3 separate regions of the Zea mays genome follow, and all the other regions are linked to region 1. Evidence: chromatin contacts called from public Hi-C data. All regions are on one chromosome and are shown on one strand. Each heading gives the region's core, a stretch centred on a gene start, on an enhancer-like site or on the middle of the called end of the contact. The rest is flanking DNA. Distances are from core to core; before and after follow the strand shown.

What was found. A called contact is a pair of places that touch in the nucleus more often than the background predicts.
Region 2: a contact with region 1 is called in a Hi-C map of leaf, with 7 times the contacts expected there. The contact joins the promoter of LOC100272834 here to the promoter of LOC103646865 in region 1. A contact is called at or near these places in 3 of 25 Hi-C or Micro-C datasets (ear, leaf and tassel).
Region 3: a Hi-C map of bundle sheath shows a contact between it and region 1, with 2.4 times the contacts expected there. The contact joins the promoter of LOC100382153 here to the promoter of LOC103646865 in region 1. A contact is called at or near these places in 2 of 25 Hi-C or Micro-C datasets (bundle sheath and leaf mesophyll).

The regions. Positions count from the first base shown.
Region 1 is chr2:114,439,687-114,442,628 of Zm-B73-REFERENCE-NAM-5.0, forward strand. LOC103646865 (fe-S cluster assembly factor HCF101, chloroplastic) reads right to left here and starts at 1,431. Exons shown (of 15, transcript XM_008671494.4): 1 at 1,090-1,431; 2 at 883-984; 3 at 598-740; 4 at 443-493; 5 at 113-268; 6 at 1-12. The coding sequence starts at 1,177.
Region 2 is chr2:114,128,831-114,131,720 of Zm-B73-REFERENCE-NAM-5.0, forward strand. LOC100272834 (Pyruvate dehydrogenase E1 component subunit alpha-3 chloroplastic) reads right to left here and starts at 1,327. Exons shown (of 3, transcript NM_001147287.1): 1 at 1,111-1,327; 2 at 1-318. The coding sequence starts at 279.
Region 3 is chr2:114,052,675-114,055,374 of Zm-B73-REFERENCE-NAM-5.0, forward strand. LOC100382153 (Polyketide cyclase/dehydrase and lipid transport superfamily protein) reads left to right here and starts at 1,440. Exons shown (of 6, transcript NM_001174913.1): 1 at 1,440-1,967; 2 at 2,061-2,232; 3 at 2,559-2,700. The coding sequence starts at 1,711.

The sequences.
Region 1 (2,942 bases), core at 181-2,680:
CCCTACCCCTCCCTGTGAAATGTGAACAAAACAAAACAAAACCGAATGTTTCTTTAGTGAAACGAATTATGAGATTTGTTGATATGCACGAAGTTATGGATTTCTTGCATGCCTTGCAGCTTGAAACTGCTATGATGTTGGAGATCTTCTGTAGCCCTTCTGGAAGCTCCCCTCCATATACCGGCTGTGCAGGTTGCGCAGACATTGTGACGTCTACCTTCTTGACCCATGGAAGTGCTGCGACGACCTCGTTCGCCTTCTGTTCGAACTGCATGGCTCAAGCCAGTAAAGGTTTACAAGTAAAATATTCCCATCCAACAATCTGCCGTCCGCGGACAATTAGGATAACATGAAGTTAAGATATGTTTCAGCCTTATTCTTTTACTTTAACAGCCCAAAAGGACAATTAGCCAATAGTTCTTCAGAAACCAGATGCACTTGCCTCGTCTTTGATTGGGCAAGCGGGAGTCGTCAGCTCCAGACGAAATGAGACCTGAAACATCAACCATAATCACTCCACCAATTCCAGTTCATGTGCAGCTCACGCAGTAATCACTAGATCAGATTCCTGTAATTTGACGAAGGGTCTCCATTTACCTCTTCCAAGGCCTCACTGACCTCCAAATCCTTGATAAACCCACAGGACACGATGTCCGTGCCGAAATCAGGATCGATGATTTGGGAGAGCGCTATGAGCACGTCCTTCTTGGCATCATCCACGGAGGCCACGGTGGCGCTAGCTGCTGAATTAAACCGAACGGTAATACTCCACGGAGTATATTTTTAAGGACTGGTTCTGAGTTTCCCGTGCTAAAAGCCTGAAACTAGAACAGCAACACGCGGTGCGAGTGCGGGAGAGTTTCTGAAGAAGTCGGAGCATACCACCGGACGACGCAGACCTTGTCACGCGTCGACGGCGCCGGCAGGCACGGTGCGGCGAGGGGAACCAGCCGTGCGACGCCGCGGCAAGAGCAGCAGCGTTTGCTGAGAGAGGGAGAGAGTGCGTGCAGGAACCAAAGCGCGGAGTTAATCAGTACGCTGCACTTGAACAAGGAAGAGATACGACGCGGAGAGGGAGATGCACTTCACCTCTCGGGGCTGGTGGCGGCGCTGTGCGGAGGAGCTGGGGAGCGGGCGGCACGAGGAAGGAGGCGGGCGCGGGACGGAGGGTCTGCATCGCCGACCGGACAAAGACTGCCCGCCCTCGCCTCGGTCGCGTCCCGTGGCCGACACAAGCTGATGAGGTGAGACCGCTGTGGCGGCGAGCAGCGAGGTGCGACGGCGTCGTTGTCGAGGTGGAGGAGGATTGCGAAGCAGGGCGGCAGGAGGCAGGAGCTCACCCCCGCCCACAAAATGGAAGGATAACACACGTGGGGATAAGGATTTGGATTGGCGTCCTCTTCCTCTCCGCCTGCACGCGCCACGAAAACGCCGAGATTTAAAGCAGCGGGAAAAGAAAAAAAAAGGAAATTTTGTTGGATCAAATCAGTTCCTCCCTGTCACAGAGGACACGGGCATACGCACCTGAAGGACCAAACATTAGCTAGTGTGTGAGTTAAAAACTTGTAATCATGATTATAATTTATAACTCGTAACAGCGCAAAGTATCAAATATATGCTTAGAGCATCTCCAACCGTAACTTAAATTAGTATCCTATCTTAAAACCATATGGGTTAATTCATTAAAAAAACAGCCCAACAATACACTATTTTTTTTAAAAATCAAAAAAATAGGAAACGCCATAAAATGATCAAAATATACTACACTCCAAATTAGTGCCATATCCTTGCTTTCTACACCATTCTCAACATTTTATGTCCTAATAATATAATTTACTTCATATATTACATGATTTAGGGCTTAACTGTTGTAGCTCAATTTGTCTTGCATACTTTAAATGATATGGTATTTTAATTTTTGGATACCATTTTGAGACACCTTGTTGGACATGCTCAAAAGGTAATCATATGAGAATGTGAATGGATCTTGTAGGCAAAAATTTGTTAGCAAAAGTCTATTTATGCGAAGAGTTGACATATCTGAGAGGATCATCTTAGTTGTCGTCTTTCTCTTTAAGGTTGTGGGTGTTTAAGACATTATTGTGGTCTTTAGTCTCGCTCGCATGCATGGTGCTAGGATATTAGCGTCATGGTGTTTCATCCTCGCATGCGTGGAGATACTGCTCGCATGTTATGGTATTGATCAGCAACAAACTTGAGGAGCATGTGTGAATATGTTGCGTTGTACATATATAAGGACGTTAGACTACTTTCACTATATCAACACACTCTTCTTTTGTCGTTTTATCTCACACAATTGTCAATATGATTGAGAGTGAAAATAAAGGTCTTTGTAATGTCATAGAATGGGCTTGATGTCCTTTTTGGTACAACTAATTTCTGAAAGCTCTCTTGTGGTTTTTGGTGGTTTGGATGACAACCCAATTAAAGGACTAACATGTGTGCTAAGTGTTGAATAGGTGCTTAATGCAAAGCTTACAGGGTTCAACACAAGTGAACAAGTGTGATGATCCAAAGACTGGAATATCTATAGATAATGGACATCACAAGTAAGATGGACATTGTTTAAGTGAGACTCGGTGTGCGTAACTCGAAGACAACTAATCAAGCCAAGGATGGAGGCAAGAAGAGCTTCGAGGTATCGAGTGCACGGGAGAAGGTCAAAGAGGCCGAGGAACCCAAAGCCAGAGGTGAAGAAGAAGACTTACAAAGTCAAGGTTGATCGAGTTAAGAAGAGTTATGGTGCATCAAGGATCACTACATAAGGTGTGACACCCTGAATTTGGTGGTATAAAATTTCTTTCCTAATATCCACCAAATTCATGTGTTACCCTCTTCCTTACCTGCTTCTCTTCTCTTTTTTTCTAAATAATGGAGAGTTAATTTATTATATATGTATATAAGTTTTTAGCCTAGTATAA
Region 2 (2,890 bases), core at 77-2,576, 310 kb before region 1:
GTGGGGAGCAGAGAACATGTGCATGGAACCACCCTGTCCACGGCAGCAGCCTGTGGCCTTGCCAAAGAGCTCAGCCATGACAGAACGTGCCGGGACACCCTTGGACAGCGCATGGACATGATCACGGTATGTGCTAACAACACAGTCAGCTTGGTTCAGAAGTTTGATGAAGCCAGTGGAGACAGCCTCCTGGCCATTGTAAAGGTGGACGAAACCAAACATCTTGCCACGGTAGTACATTTGTGCACACATGTCCTCGAATACACGGCCAAGAACCATGTCCTCATACAGCTCCAGTGCCTCTTCCCGGGTAACCGCCTGGAGAAAACGATAGACCATGAATTACGTACACAACACAGTGTTCTGCAACTTGAACAGACTTGCAGCAACAGAAAAACAAATAAGACATTTTCCATGTCTAAGCAGTACTCCCTCCGTTTCGTTTTAGTTGTCGCTGGATAGTGCAAAATTGAACTATCCAGCGACAACTAAAAAGAAACGGAGGGAGTACTAGTTAGGTAAGCTAGGTGACAGAAGATAGTATGACTGTATCAGTTCAGTCCTGAGTCTCAAGACACTGATACCTCATCAGACTTGCAGCTGCAGGCATGAACAGAGCTAACTGGTGGATCTATTAAAAAATATGTGGTGAAAACTACAATTTCAGCTGTCAATCAGTGACATTATGTTAACTAAACAACTGTCTCCATTCATAGGTATCCGATCACAAATGAGCAGTATCCGAGAGCGAGAAGACAACTTCAGCAGCACTTTTAGAGCACAGGGGAGTCATCACCATGAAATTCAGGAGGCCACGATATCCTTTCACCTTTCATTCCAAAGCTGGGAGGTAAAGTTTTGTGAGATTTACGCTTATGCATCCCGAATTGCGACTACAAAGTACTACTGTGGGATGCAACCAGCCAAATCGTCGTTAAACTAGAAACCATATCACTCATCGGAATTTCAGACTCGTGAGATCCAATCGCGCAGCACAGTTAAACTGTAAAGAGCGCCCAAGATCGGGTTTTTACACTGCGTCGGCACCCAAGATCGCTTTTTTCTCTCTGAAGTAACAGGAGAGAGCAACGTAGAAAAGGTATTCCATACCGGATGCGCGGCGGCGGCCTGCGCGGCCTTGTTCCCAGCGAGCAGGTCGGAGGAGACGGCGAGCGCGGTGCGCAGGCGCGGGTGGTGCACCGCGCCGCGGCGCAGGGTCCTGGCGAAGGAGGAGGACGAGGCGCCGGCGGGGAGCGGGGGCGCCCTCTCTCCGCCGGATCTCGCGGCCACCGGCGCCAGGAACTTGGCGGCGGTGAAGGACGCGGCCGCCATCTCTGCCCTCTCCGCTGTCTCCTGGCCGAACGGTTAGGGGAGCAATGCAGCGAACGGACAAGGGATGGGGGAAGCCCCGCCGCGGTGGCGTATAAAGAGAGGAGGGGGAGGGAGGTGGTGGGCGGCGGAGAGACCGAGGAAGATGTGAGGGTCCGAGGGGGTTGGGGAAACAAGGCAGGCAGGCAAGGCCTCGGTGGACGATGGCGCTCACGCTCGGGCTTTGGAGGGTCCGCCCAGCTCAGCTCACCACACCGCTGCACACCTCCTCTGTGCCTTCGCTCTTGTCGCGTCTGTGTAGTGCGTCACTCCGTCCCGAACTTCCGATGCATACGTGGGGTCAGGTTGTTCGTCTGCCACAGAATGCACGATTGACTTGTTGTTCCATTCCAGATTTCCAGTGAGGAATTATGTTGTGCATTTGTACAGAATAGATTCTTGAACACGTTTTTTTTCAAAAGTGAGATGTTTTTACCTAAACATGGAAGGGCTGAAAAGAGAGAATCAAAATTAAAGTTTTACAAATAAGCAGGAACACAGAACCACAAAGCCCTTCTTCCAAACTAGAACGCGTGAATGCTCTCTCTCCACTCTAAATTATATAGTTTTTTTTAAATGTTGTGATGTTTCAATTTCTTTTAAGTTCAGAACCATTTACAGAAAATAATATATCAATACTTACAATATCAACATAGTTGCATTAAGCCCATCATAGAATGGATCATGCCTTTTGTATTTATTGGTGGTGTGCGCATTAGTATATTTTCGAGAAGTTTGGGTTAACAAACTAAAAATAATATACTATGGAAGTATTTGTTGCGAGGATCATTTTAGAAAAAAGAGGTATGTGCATCATTACAAAATCTAGTTGTTTTGGTGGTTTCTTATTTATTTGATGATCTTTAATCTCATTTAAAAAATAATCAACATATGGCTTATAGGCCTAAGCTTTCACATTTTTTTGAATAGTAATACTGCAGGGCCTGCAGTATCTTTAATTATATAAATAAAAATGTCGTGTACAACTACTGTACATTAGTATATTACAATATATGAACTCAAGCTCTAATCTCTCCCACTGCTTTCTTCATTCTGAAACAGAGTAGAAGCATTTCCTTCTTGAACATAGCTTGGCAACCATGTGTTGTGGGAGGAGCATTTTCAAAAATCCAGCCATTTCTACACTTACAGATGCACCATAACATGATTATCACTACCTCTATTTTCCAATCTTTCGAGAACTGCTGGATGGTAGACAGGATCAGGCTTTGAACCAAGCAACAAGAAATAGAAGAAAGAATCCCAGAGAAGGGTACAATATGTTGGGGTTCGAGGGTCATACATTAGATCAAAGTGGTCTCATATTCCAATTAAATTCTCTGAAGAAGATCTTCAACTCAAAGATTATCCACACAAAGATGCCATGGTGATTTCGTGTGTCATAAAAGGTTTCGTAGTTCACAATGTCTTGGTCGACATAGGCAGTGCAGCAGATATCGTCTTCGCAAAAGCCTTCAGACAAATGCAAAAACTCGAAGATAAAATTCAAGAATCAGCTTAC
Region 3 (2,700 bases), core at 190-2,689, 390 kb before region 1:
TTGAGGGTCTCATGTGAAGTAGACTCATTGATTTGAACGTACTCGTCCACGACATCCACAAGTCATCCATAAGTCCTGCTGGACGACGTCAACAATATGAAGGAAGATATGACGCCACATTCTAAACTTGCGAGAGTCATGCGCACAATAAGTAACGTAGTTGATCGCACACACACCTAAATCTAGGCTTTGATGTACACCAGCACATCTGAGTAGTAGTCCGATTGAGGGCCTGTTTGGCATGGCTCCAGAGCAAAACTCTAGGGGAGCTAGCCAGAGCATGTCAAACACTCTAACTCCAGAGTTGTAAACTCTATGGAGTTTTTGGAGCTGCAGTACAATTTTTTGGAGTACCTCTTTTGGTACTCCGAAAACTCAAAAAAGCAACCTAGTCATAGAGTTTGAAGTTATTTATCCGCCAATGCCACCGATTATGAGAAACAATCTAAAATCTAGAGCAGAGCTGCTCCATCCAAAGTTTTAGAGTAGAGTTGTTCTCAAGTGAAACAGAGTTATGCCAAACACACGCTGAATCCTCACGTTTTCGCTGAAATGGTCACATTCCACACATACGCGCCCTGGAAAGGAACCACGATGGCGACGTAATGAGCCCGTGCCTTGTGCTTGCAGCATGTGCATTGTGTGCAATTCAAGCTCTCGATGTATCCAAATTCTTGGACTCTTGATCTCTATTATAAACCAGTTTAGGCTTAGCTCATAAGAGCCGGCTCGCCTCGGCTGCATAACGAGCCAAAGAAACTGGGTGTGCCTGACTGCCTGACGATCTACGTAACACGTGAGGCTGGGGTGCCTGCGTGCGGTCAAGGGTCATCCGCGCTGGGTGGAACGTTCGCTTTTCACTCCCGCGGTCGCCAAGGAAAACGAGCGAGAGCTGACGAAACCGAGTGTGTGATGACGGGACGGAGAGGAGCCCGGACCGGCGACCACCGTGTCCGTCCACCGCAGGGAAAACACGAGGACCTCGCGACGCGACTCCACCCACACGCACAGCTCCATGCCTGCCCACGCGGACGCCTGAGCATCAGACCAGAGGAGAGCTATATCTACTCCGCTCGCCACCACCACCACCCCAGTCCAGCCCAGCCCACCACACCCAGCTCTCTCCCTTCTCCACCAGACACAGCCAGGCCTTGTCTTCTTCTTCCTCCCGATTCGTGTTTTTTTCCTTTCTTTTTCGCTGCTGCAAAATATCGCCGTTTCCTATCTCTTATCCCCCACGCATCTCCCGCCTCGCCTCCGCCACACGTTCCGCGCCTCCACACCTCTCTCGATCTCGCGCGTCTGGATTTTTCCGACCCGATCTTTTCCCCCCGCATCAGCTGTCTTCTCCTTGCGCCGGGCCAGGCCGCCTCTCCCTCCTCCCTTCGCTTGCGTCTCACTACTCATCACTGCTACTGCTACTTCGTTCGAGAGGGATACGGATACCCCATTGCCGGCCCACTGCGCGAGAGAGATTTTGGTGCGACTACAGAGTCCCAATCCTATACCCCGGCCCCAAAACTCTTCTCTGCTACCAGTAACCGTTCCTTCCGCCGGAATCGATTTTGTGAGGGGGCGAGTTCCGCCACCGTGGGCGTATCAATATCGGCGAACGCTCGAGTTCTCGCGGCGAAAAACAACGCGTTCTGCGAGGATTCCGTGGTGAAAGACCGGGTCCTTTTTTCTGCGGATTCCAGCTGCCAAACAGAGATGTCGGCTCTCCTCGACCTACTGATGGGGATCTTCCGCCAGCAGACCCTCGGCGGCGCCGCCCTGGAGCTGGCCGCGCTGGCGGCGCCCCTCTGGCTTGCCGCGCTCGTTGGCCTCCTCATCGGGTGGGCGTGGCGCCCGAGGTGGGCGGGGGTCGTCGTCGGCGACCACAACGCCCAGCAGGCGGCGCAGCTCCCTCCGCCGCCCGCCGCTGCCGCGGTGGTCCCTCGCAACGAGGCGCCCGCCGTCGTAACGAGGTGAGGCGTTCGTCCTTCGCTGCATGGATGCGAGAGTTCTTGTGATTCTACCCTGAATTGTATGTAACGGATTTGCTCCGCGGGTGTCTGCAGAACTGTGGTGGCTCCTGCGGCGCCCGAGGACGAGCAGCTGGCGGTGAACACCCGTGACTTGATGCACCTCTGGCGGCTCGTCCAGGAGAAGGACGGTGGCCCGTCGTGGATCCACATGATGGACCGCACCTTGCCGACCATGAGGTACCAAGCCTGGCGGAGAGACCCACCGGTATGTAGCTGTGCCGTCTTTCTTCATCCACCGTTAAATGGCTAGAGAGACTTGAACAAGTTTAGAACTGAATAATTGTTCTGCAAACTGTTTAGGACTAAATTTTATTTGATATCTGGGATTCAATTCAAGACTTGTTAGGATGTTAGAACATGTATATGCCGTCAGAGTCATAGTCGTAGATCATCTCAAGGTGCAGACTAATGTTAGACAAATTTTCCTTATGATCAGCTCTAGTTGAAATGGAAATGTATGGGTCCTACTACTGTACTAGGTAGATGAAAATAACACTGAATTGATTTGTTTGTGTGTTTGCTTCATTCCAGAATGGTCCACCACAGTACCGCAGTAGCACTATCTTTGAGGATGCATCACCAGAGGTTGTGAGAGATTTCTTCTGGGACGACGAGTTCCGGGTGAAGAACAGCTGGGATGACATGCTTCTTCAGTACGAGACACTGGAACAGT